Regions from separate parts of the Triticum aestivum genome. Here region 1 is linked to region 2. Evidence: chromatin contacts called from public Hi-C data. All regions are on one chromosome and are shown on one strand. The core of a region is the stretch at or near the end of the contact, and the rest is flanking DNA. Distances in the headings are between cores, read along the strand shown. Region 1 holds the start of LOC123148210 (phosphatidylcholine:diacylglycerol cholinephosphotransferase 1). Region 2 holds the start of LOC100170656 (beta-1,3-glucanase).

Region 1 (5,408 bases), core at 2,827-5,326, 360 kb after region 2:
TAATCCGTAACTCGGATGAAAAATGTTTTCTACATGAAAGTTGCTCAGAAAAATCCAACGAATCCAAATACGCGGTCCTTTCATCTGTCACATGCCCCTAGCATGCTGAACATGGAACCGTTCCCCCTCTTCCACCTATCCGGAATTCGTCTAACGCCGGGGATTCATCCTCGGATGTTTATCCCCTCCATGTGCAACGTGTAGTACTACATTAGGACAAACCTAGCTCTGCCTATCATCATGTAATGCTTAGTGATGCATCTGTTTGCTTTGTATTTACTGTTCTTCCCCCTCTTCTCTTAGGTAGACCCCGAGACCGATGCCGCCCCTGTGATCGACTACGTCTCTGACGAGCCTTCTTCCTTTTCAACAGAGCTTCTAGGCAAGCAAACCCTCCTTGAGCATTCCGATATCGCCCATTTCTTTCCCTCTCATGCTTGCATTAGAACTGCTACTGCTTTCTGTATGATCCTACTCTGATGCATAGCTTGTTTTTGTTACCTGCTTTCATACCTTACCTGCTTATCCTAAACTGCTTAGTATAGGTTGGTTAGAGATCCATCAGTGACCCCACCTTGTCCCAGATGCCTCGCTTTATGTTTGATGACTCGATCAATGTGATCGACGTCCAGGCTCCGACACCACACATCATCCTCCCTTAGTTGTACAACTCTGTAGAGTTACCATCGAGTGCCGAGGGTGGAACCACTTACATCACTCCTGATGAGATCTCTGTAGTGTAGCTATACGGTCGAGGTCATCGAGGGTGATTTCCACCTTAACCACTTCCGTGACGGCTCTGTTGTGCAACCCCTCAAGTGTGAACCTCGAGGGTGGATCCTCTTACGTTCACCCTGATGATAACATCGAGTGGAATTCACCGGGGGTGATTCCTCGGGTTTCCCCCCTTGGTGTTAGACACACAGTTACTATGGTTACTATGACTTTACACTGAGCCATGTTACTAAAGACGGGTCGGCCCTGAGGGGTACCCGTGCGAGCTTAATAGCGAGTGATGTGGAGTCGGGTTGACCTGGAAGGTGCCCGCGAGATACTTACGAGGCGTGGCCGGGCATTCTTAGCCCTTGCCGCAAGTACTCGAGACGGGGCGACGGGGTCACATCTTTCGTGAGTCTCTGCTCATGACCGCACTGCCAATGCAATAACGGTTTGGATATTTGATCCGAGGGGCCTCTGGCCTGATAGCACTAACCATCACGTGGGCATTGTATGGGCGTTCTGCATCGTATGCATCAGCCGAAGCTTATTAGACGTCAGCGACTAAGCGGCGCGCGCCAGGTTGGACTGGTAAGCTCCTGGCTTTTTAAGGTGGTAGCTAGGTCTGCTCACCGGCCGCCCACGCAACATGTAGGAGTTCCTGGGGCGATGGCCAAGACCCCTGGGGGCATAGGTTTAGTCCGACATGCTGGCCTCTCTATTAAGCCTAGGTCGGGTTGCGGCGTATTGTTTGGCCGAGGCCGGGCATGACCCAGGAAAGTGTGTTCGGTCGGAGTTAATCAAGCGTGGTGGGTAAGTTGGTGCATCCCTGCAGGGAAGAAAACATCTATCGATAGCCTGTCCTATGGTAACGGACACTTGGAGTTGTATCCCGATCGATACAACTAGAACTGGATACTTGAGATGAGAAATGGATAGTATGGCTCTGGGATTGCTTTCTCGCAAGGAGTCGAGAAAGGATCTCTGGCCGAGGTTGATAACACTACTACTACTTTACATTTATGCTAACTCTACTCCTCTGTTGCTGCAAGATGGTGGTTTTCAGAAGATGCTAGTCTTCGATAGGCTAGGTTCCCCCTTCTCTTCTGGCATTCTGTAGTTCAGTCCACAGATACACCCCTTTTCATTGATACCGATGCATATGTAGTGTAGATCCTTGCTTGCGAGTACTTTGGAATGAGTACTCATGGTTGCTTTGCTCCCCCTTTTGCCCCTTTCTTCTCCTTTCCGGTTGATGCAACCAGATGTCGGAGCCCAGGAGCCAGATGCCACTGCCGATGCCTGCTACTACGTGGAGACCGCCGACGACTAGGAGTAGTTAGGAGGCTCCCAGGCAGGAGGCCTTGCCTTTTCGATCGTTGTTGCTTTTGTGCTAGCCTTCTTAAGGCAAACTTGTCTAACTTATGTCTGTACTCAGATATTGTTGCTTCCGCTGACTCTTGTGTATTCAAGCTTATGTATTCGATCCCTCGAGGCCCTTGGCTTGTAATATAAAGCTTGTATTATTTTAATTTATGTCTAGAGTTGTGTTGTGATATCTTCCCGTGAGTCCTTGATCTTGATCGTACACATTTACGTGTATGATTAGTGTACGATTGAATCAGGGGCGTCATAGGCCCACCGAGTCAGCGACCCCCATCTCGGTTTCCCGCGGGAAATCAATGCCAAGGCCGCCGCCAGTCAGCCTTCCATTGATTCTTCATGGGCGGCGCAACAACGCCCCCTCCCGCCACGCATACACACGGCGCCCACCCTCGGCCGCTATAAAGTAGCGCCTCCCCTCGCTTGTGGCCACACCCCGCCCACAGCCGCCGAGCTCTTCCTCTCTCTCCCCGTGCGTAACCGTCGCCGATGCTCCTCCCCTCTCTCCCCATGCCCAGCCGCCACGATGGGCGAGAGGTTCCCTAGCGATGGGGCGGTGGCCAATGCCTTCGGCAGCCACTCGTTCCACAAGTGGGAAGCCCACTTGGTGTTCTAGGCCAACGTCCCGACGCCTCCCGACATGCGCGCCCCGGGGCGGTGGAAGCTCAGCGCCGGTGGCGTCCCCATCCCCTCGCTGCCCGACGTCACCACGCGCGCCGACTACTTCGCCGACGAGGTCGACCGCGTGCGGGCGTCGCTGACGGAGGAGCAGCGGGCCCTCCCGCAGTACGCCGCCGGCAACCACGAGGTGTGGGTAGCTTACTTCCAGCGCCGGCAGGTGCAGCGGCTGGCCTCCACCAACAACGCGTTAGGGGTGCGAGGGACCAAGAACAGCGACGACCGCCGCCTGTGGTGTGGCACCCCCGGCCGCACGCTCCACGCCGTCCTCCAGCATCTCGAGGGCGGCAACGAGCCGCCGTTGACGTACCCTGCCGCCCCGGTCCCCCGCCGGAGCGGCGGCCAATCGATGCCGAGGAGGGCTGGCTCCTCCTCTTCCTCCTCCCGCTCCTTCTCTCACTCCTCCGGGTCGACGGCGCTGTTCAGCGTCAAGGCCAAGGCCGAGCCCGAGCCCGCAATGACGCCGCTCGACCGGCGCACCCGCAACGCCGGCATCGTCATCAATGAGGGCGGGCGTGCCTCCTCCTCGGCTCCTCCCCGCGTCGTCAAGCCGAAGACGGAGTCGGGTCTCGCCGCCGTGAAGACGAAGCCATGGCTCGCTGCCGTGAAGACGGAGCTCGACGACACGTCGGCCTTGAAGTGGGCGCGGACGGAGCTGGAGCGCCAACGCCTCGCCAGTTCGTCGCTCGGCGCCGTGGCCGCGACGAGGGAGGCGTCATTGTCCTCGACAACAACAACGACGACGACGCGCCTCCACCGGTCCGCCGGGGCGACCCCGGGCAGGGGTCCAGCAAGGGCGGCCGCGTGAAGGAGGAGAAGGACGACGAGGACAACGACGGCGACAGCGACGGTGGCGACTTCGCCTCTCTCAGCGTGTTATTCGGCCCGTAGTCGCGGCCTCTTGTGTATTTTTTTCTAAGTATTTTATCTATGTAAAAAGCTATTTCAGTTCGCCGGAGTATTACTGTTTCGCCGAATATTTTGTCCTATTTGCCGAATTTTAGTCGAATTAATATTCAAAAAAGTTTAAAACAGGCGCACGGGGCCGACCTGGGGGCGTCGGCTGGGAACCCAATTACCCTGTGGCCGATTTTAGCGCCGGTTCGCCACCAGGCGGCGATTTTTGGAGCCACCTGGACCAACGGCTGGAGATGCTTTAACTCCGGACGTGTTCGCAGGCTCTAAAATGACAAATATTTAGGAAGAGAGAGAGTACTACCTATTGTGGCTAGTATTAAACCGCCGGGCCTCTGCATTAAACACCCGCCTCTCTCTCTTTCCTCGGGACCTCCGCCACGCGCCGCAGCCGTCGGAGAGAAAAAAACGCTTACAAAAGCACCGCGAATCTCAAGGTGGGAAATCCGCCAATCCAATCGGACGAAAGAAAAGAGAAAATTCCCACCACCGACCGCGTCACTCACGCGCGCGCACGCGCACCCGCGCTGAAAACGGCCCACCGCCCACGCGCCCCGCGGCCAGCCGACGCGTCCTCGCGCGCATGCCGCCGCCCAGCCTGACCGCCGCGAACGACCGGGTCGCCGCCACCGCCTCCGCCGCGAACGGCCACGCGGGGCCGGACGCGCGCCGCCGCGCGGGCAAGGGCAAGAAGGTCCACCCGCTGCCGGCCGACGGCGCCGCGATGGGGGACGGCGCTGGCGGCGAGAGGCTGGCGGGCGGGAGGAGGCCGATGGACTGGCTGTCGCCGTCCGGGGTGGCCGGCATCCTGCGGCGGCACCCGCTGCCGGCGCTGTTCGCGTGCGGGCTGCTGCTCTTCATGGGCGTGGAGTACACCATCCCCATGGTCCCCGCCGCCGCGCCGCCGCTCGACCTCGGCTTCCACGCCACCGCCGCCATGCACGCCGGGATCGCCGCCCGCCCCTGGCTCAACTCGCTCCTCGCTGCGCTCAACACGGTGAGCGCACTTCCCTGCCATGCCTAGATCTGATCGGCGAATGAACCTAGCTCCTGCCGATCTGCCCATCTGCTCCACCAGCAATTTTTCCCCTTTTGCTTTTTGACCTCTTGATGTTACCCTCTCATCGACCAAACGTGAAGGCAACCAGCGCTTTCCGTTGAGCAGAACAGGCTACATTGTAGCCACGCACACCAGAAAGTGGAAACTGAACAGGCTCACGAATTTCACGTAACCATTTGTCTTTTCGTGCAGAGTTTGCTCTCCTTTTCGTATTTTGTAGATGCAATTTGTCTCACATTTTACACGAACATACCATTGCCACCTCCTGCATCTAAATTTTCCGTAGAACTTTCACACCCGCTGTCGGCGGAGCAGTTTAATCCCAGTTTGAACTAGTACACTCCTATTTATACAATTGATAAAAAATTTAATACGCATCGGTGGCAGTTGCACATCAACATCTCTTGCTTTAATTATAGGAATGATGATGTCTAGGCTCTGGTATTGTGACAACAAGTGAATCTTTGTGAATTGTTTCCTCGCTCCGGGTGGTGAGGGAAGCAAAACTAGCTGGTAGCCATAAAGCAAAGGACCAAGAAACTGATGAATGGTGTTGGGTGAGCTAGCTCACCCTAAAACCACTACCATCCAACTTTTCGGATAAGATCAAGAATATCATCGTCATGCATTCTCCACATACCCATGGATTTCCTGA
Region 2 (5,393 bases), core at 1,219-3,718:
CTGTGTCACCACGGAGAGGATGCAGAGCTCCCTCATCTTTGATGATCACGCCGTGATGATTGATTCCCCACTGTACCTTCCTCCATGCCACTGCTGATTCCAACGTGATCGTGTCGACGTCACGTCCGGGCCCCCCCTCCGTGACCGTGCGGGCGTGGCGAAAGCTTTCTTTGCGTCGCGGTACGGTGCAAAGGCAAAGGCAGAATATGGTCGTTGTCAAGGCATCAAACAAAACAGCCGGCCGGTCGACTAGCCAGCTAGGGTTTTTCGCGAGTGCTTACGCACGGAGCCACACCGGTCGGCCTGCAGCTGCAGCTGATACGCAGGATGAGCGCAGGACCAAACGCGTGGTGCTTCCGCCCTTTTCTGTTCCGCCCCCCGAGCTCTCCAAATATTCTGTTTTACGTTTTCGAACAAAAAAGGTACTCGTATGCGAGATTGTTTTGTTTCGAAACATGATAAAAAAACCCTGTCATTTTTTTTTGCTGAAAATGTCGATCTATTCATCTTCAATCATGGTAGTACAACGAACACCAAAAATAATAAAAAGTATATCCAGATTCATAGACCACCCAACGACGACTACAAACACTGAAGCGAGCCGAATTATTATTACCGTAAAGAAGAATTGACCGGTTAATTAGCAAAAACCCGCCCACAAGACTACGATCATCTAACACGATTGTACACAGGGCCCTACGTAGACATGACACACAAACGAGAAGAAGGCATTCACCACCGATGTCTCGAGAGGTTGTGATTTTCGTTGCTCATGAACGAGCTCAACTGGCAAGATGAATGTCCATCCCTCGGTTTGACGATTGGCATCCTAGTTTTAACTTGCATCGGTGAGCTCCTCAAATTGGATTGTAAGCATATCTTCAATCAATAAAACTTTCGCTTAAAAAAACACTACTCCATGACTGTATCTATAATATACAAATCGGCATTTCTAATACTCCTTGAAAAGATAAAATAAAATAAATTCCCATCCTACTTAAAAGGACGTTTTAAGATGTCTTGGGGTTCAACAAACACTCGAGAAAGTAACAATAGCAATTTCTTATGGTGTCCTATATTGGTGAATGGGAAAGGACGAGAATATGCAGATGTTTTTCCTCATTTGTATCCTTTTCATATGTTAAGCCAATCAGCAAGTCTTTTTTGCCACTTGTTGAGAAGGAACTTTAGGTGTGTGAATGTGATGACCACAACCCACAGCTTAAAGCAGCACCTCACCACGGGATGGCAACTTACATCTAAAAAGAAGGCCTTGCAAAAAAAGGCGAGCATACAGCACAAAGTAGAAACAGCAAAGAAACAAAAGAAGTTGATGCTAGCCGCACGATCACTAACCTTTGATTAGTTGATCAACACGTCATCGAGTTGGTTACCTAGGTACTTTTTTTTTGATAGAAACATTGCAAAACAGTCGCTGTTTCTCTTCGAACTGTAAGCTCTAGTTGCATCCGCGTTGCAACTTTTTCGTCGCTGCAACTTTAATTTTTTATGTAAAATGCTGTTAGACAATATATATATAATTAAATGATCTACTAGCTCCGCATGTCGCAGCGATGGACCCCATCGGGGGTTATATATGCATCTTACAACTTTCTTTAAGCACACACAACAATACCGATAACGGTAACACGCCCGCCAAAATTACATCGTGTTCTTGGTGAAGTTTGAACCCATACCCTCTTCATAAGCACACGCATTTCATAAGACATTTCACCTAAAACCATGCCGACATTATACAGGTGAAGCAGGCTTATGAGCATATGTGCATGCATGTGAGCATAATTGACCGATCCTTTAGGTGAAAAAGAAAAAACATTCAGATTCTATAAAGGAGAAAAAGAAAAACGCATAATTTCCCAAGAAAAAAGAAGAAGAAAATCGCATAATTGACCGATCCTCAGAAATTTGAGGCGACCACAGAAGAGAGATGTGACACGAGGCACACTCGAAGGGGCAATCTGCAAAAGGACCGCAAAAGGACTAGCAGACGCGTCCGCCGTCCACCACCGGTCCACGACAAACGCGCACGCACAGAGCACCTCACCACCACCACCGCCGGCCCCGGTTAACCCCCCTTCCTCCTCCCCTTCCGTTTCAAAAATCAAACCTCCCAGACGGAAACCCTCTTTCCCCTCCCTCCCGGCCGTTGCGGTGGCGAATCCGGGCTGCGACGCGGGGCCGGCGGCGTGACCCTCCGTCCGTCCCCTCCTCCGCCGCGTCCCCTTCGTCGGGTCGCCAATCCACCTCGTCCCCACCCCGCCTCGCCTCGCCTCGTCTCGTCTCCCAACTTTTCCCGATCTCCTCGTCGCTAAGCAAACAAACCCTTATTAACCCCCCGCCGAAGCAGAGGTTAGCCTGGAGAAAAGGGCGCCACTTGCACTGGGCTATGCACTCTGCTCCCCGGTGCTACTAGAGTAGAGTAGAGCCGGAGCGCCTGGTACGTGCCACCGGGTGGAGCCGAGATTCCTTCTTGTCCTGGGCTGGGTTCAGGCGGACTGGTTGGTGTTGTTCTTGCGGATTCTTTCTCCGTTCTTGGCAAGTTCGCCGTCCTGCTCCTGTGCTACGGCGGCGGTGAGGAGAGGGCCGCCAAGATTGCGCGGGGGCGAGGGGGGAGCAGCCGCCGGTGCCCGGCCTCGGAGCGGCCGCCCCAGCCCGTCTATGGAAGTTGCCGCCCCGGCTCCACGCCACGGCCTGGAACCAAATTGCCGAGCACGGCGCGGCTTGCCTGCCCTTCCGACGCTGCTGCTCACTCTGGTGCCCGTCTTCTGCTTCGTTCTTGCTCCGGATCGGCCGATTGCGGCGGGCCTGCTATGACGGTGGTCATGGGTCGGCGCCGGTGCGCTCACTGGATGCTGCTGCTCTTCTGTTGCCTCCTCCTCACGTCCCCCTCACATGGTACGCGGTGTTTTTTTATCCAATTCAATTCAGTGTTGTTTGTCTAGATCGTCAATTCATACATCAAGTTTACTGTCCACCTGAGTAAGGCTTTTGCAGCAAAATAACCACGGGCTTTGGTGTCACGAACTGAGATTTGACTGTTGGTGCTTGCTGTTTACCAGGTCGTCGTCATCATCGACCCGCTGACGCGTTTGTCGGGGCATACGGGATAAACTACGGGAGAATAGCGAATAACCTCCCGTCCCCGGACAAGGTGGTTGAGCTCCTCAGGAAGTCCAAGATAAGGAATGTCAAGATATATAATGAAGATCACACCGTGCTCGACGCGTTCAAAGGGACAGGGCTCAACCTGGTCATTGCTGTCCACAATGGGTTGCTGAATGCTTTTGCTGCAAATGAGAGTGTCGCGATTGACTGGCTGAATGAGAACGTGCAGCCTTACATTTCTCAGACACGCATCGTTGGAATCACTGTGGGGAATGAGGTGCTGGGAGGCGATCCGAGCTTGGCCGCTCCGCTCGTTGGAGCTGTTAAGAATATGTACGATGGTCTCAAGAAACTGCATCTGGATGACAAAATTGAGCTTTTTACTCCTCACTCTGAAGCTGTTTTCGCTACTTCCTATCCGCCCTCTGCATGTGTTTTCAAGGAAGATGTCATGGTGTATATGAAACCGCTGCTGGATTTGTTTTCACAGATCGGCTCACCGTTCTATGTCAATGCATATCCCTTTTTGGCTTACTTAAGTGATCCGGGGCAGATTGACATTAATTATGCTCTCTTTCAGCCCAACCCTGGAATAGTTGATCCGAATACTAGTCTGCACTATGACAACATGTTTGATGCTCAGATAGATGCAGCTTACGCTGCTCTGCAGGCTGCTGGTTATAATGACATGGAAGTCCGGGTGGCAGAGACTGGCTGGGCTTCTAGTGGAGATCAAAATCAAGCAGGAGCATCAGTTGCGAATGCAAGGACTTACAATTACAACCTCCGTAAGAGGCTCTTTTTGAGGAAGGGAACTCCTCTCAAGCCAAAGATACCGGTCAAAGCATACATCTTTGCCTTGTTTAATGAGAACTTGAAGAATGGAGATCCTACTGAGAAGCACTATGGGCTCTTCAATCCAGATGGAAGGATTTCATATGATATCGGTTACTCAGGTCTATTACCTTCATCAGCACCCGCATCCTTGCTGTCAATTAAGGTAAGCATTTACTTCTCGCCCATCTACTTGTTTGCCCACTAGTCTTTGTTTTCATTGTATTGTCTCATTTATATTATAGTAAGGTCTTTGCTCCAGTAATCCACTTTCTCAACATTATGAACTTAAAAGCAGATTAGAGGTGGATATCAAAAGTTCGAAAGTCATCAATTGCCACTCAAAAGGGTACAGTAGTCAATCAGACATAGCTTTCAAGTCCAAACCTCATGACATCTTTAACAAAAGGGGCCCTATCAATTTAATTTCTCCCGTGCATCATGGATCATGGCACTTTCAGCTGTCCAGCATCTGTATCACAGTATCAGTATTACAATTCGATACTTAGCTAAGAAAATCAATTAAAAAAACACCGTCTTGGCGGAAGGATTCAAGGTCGTGACGCCGTGAGGTCTGCCAGGGTTCCGTCATTCACACATGGGATGAATGTGGCGGTCGATTGTTGGCTGTCCTTATCCAGGTCGTGAACATTGGAATATATGTTCGTTAACGACCAAGGCCTGTCAGTGTTGTGGATGAATGTGTTCTTTGGCAAACTGGATTGGTACCAATGTTGTCCAGAGAAGAACATTAATTGTATAAACGCTCTTATATTTCTTTACTGAGGGAGTACTAAATAGAAAGAACACAGGCTGAGCAGTAAATACTGAGATCCTCCATAAAGTAGACAATGACAAGAAATTAACTTGCCCACTTCTAAAACAATTTAAATGCCAATAAGGTCCGAATAAGCTTCCCTTCCATTTATATTATTATGGAACCTCTTTACTAAGTTGGGCTAAGCCAATTTCATTGCACTAATAAATGCCTGGCAAAAAAATTGGATGACTGTCAATCCCTTTCTTTGAAGGTAGTTTGTTGTTATGAGTGTAGTGCATAATTGAACGAGGTATTGATCTGCAAGTTCATGTTCTGAATTCTCTAACACTTCCCCTGCAAATAATTTATGGGATGTTTCAACCAAACTTCCTAGAATAGCAGGCTTCCTGTACTTTATCCTACTAGAATAATTTGCCACTTATGTTCATTAAAATCACCTCGGTTCGGGTATTGTGTAATAAAAAATGATCCTGAGTTTCTTGCTTACATTCGGCGTGTGATGATACCACATCATTATCATAGAAGGCAACCTGATTTGACATTCTGATTTCTGTTTGCAGGAAATGCGAGCTTGGGGTTGGATTGCACACTATTTGGCTGCGGTTATCCTATCTATTTTCTTCTTTTAGCCTTAGAGACTCGATTATAGAAT

The links. A called contact is a pair of places that touch in the nucleus more often than the background predicts.
Region 1: a Hi-C map of leaf shows a contact between it and region 2, with 4 times the contacts expected there. The contact joins the promoter of LOC123148210 here to the promoter of LOC100170656 in region 2. A contact is called at or near these places in 2 of 5 Hi-C or Micro-C datasets (both in leaf).

What each region holds. Positions count from the first base shown.
Region 1 is chr7A:557,670,808-557,676,215 of IWGSC CS RefSeq v2.1, forward strand. It overlaps LOC123148210 (phosphatidylcholine:diacylglycerol cholinephosphotransferase 1), which reads left to right and starts at 4,077. Exons shown (of 2, transcript XM_044567584.1): 1 at 4,077-4,690. The coding sequence starts at 4,277.
Region 2 is chr7A:557,309,780-557,315,172 of IWGSC CS RefSeq v2.1, forward strand. LOC100170656 (beta-1,3-glucanase) reads left to right here and starts at 2,469. Exons shown (of 3, transcript XM_044567580.1): 1 at 2,469-2,916; 2 at 3,081-4,126; 3 at 5,302-5,393. The coding sequence starts at 2,832. The coding sequence ends at 5,370.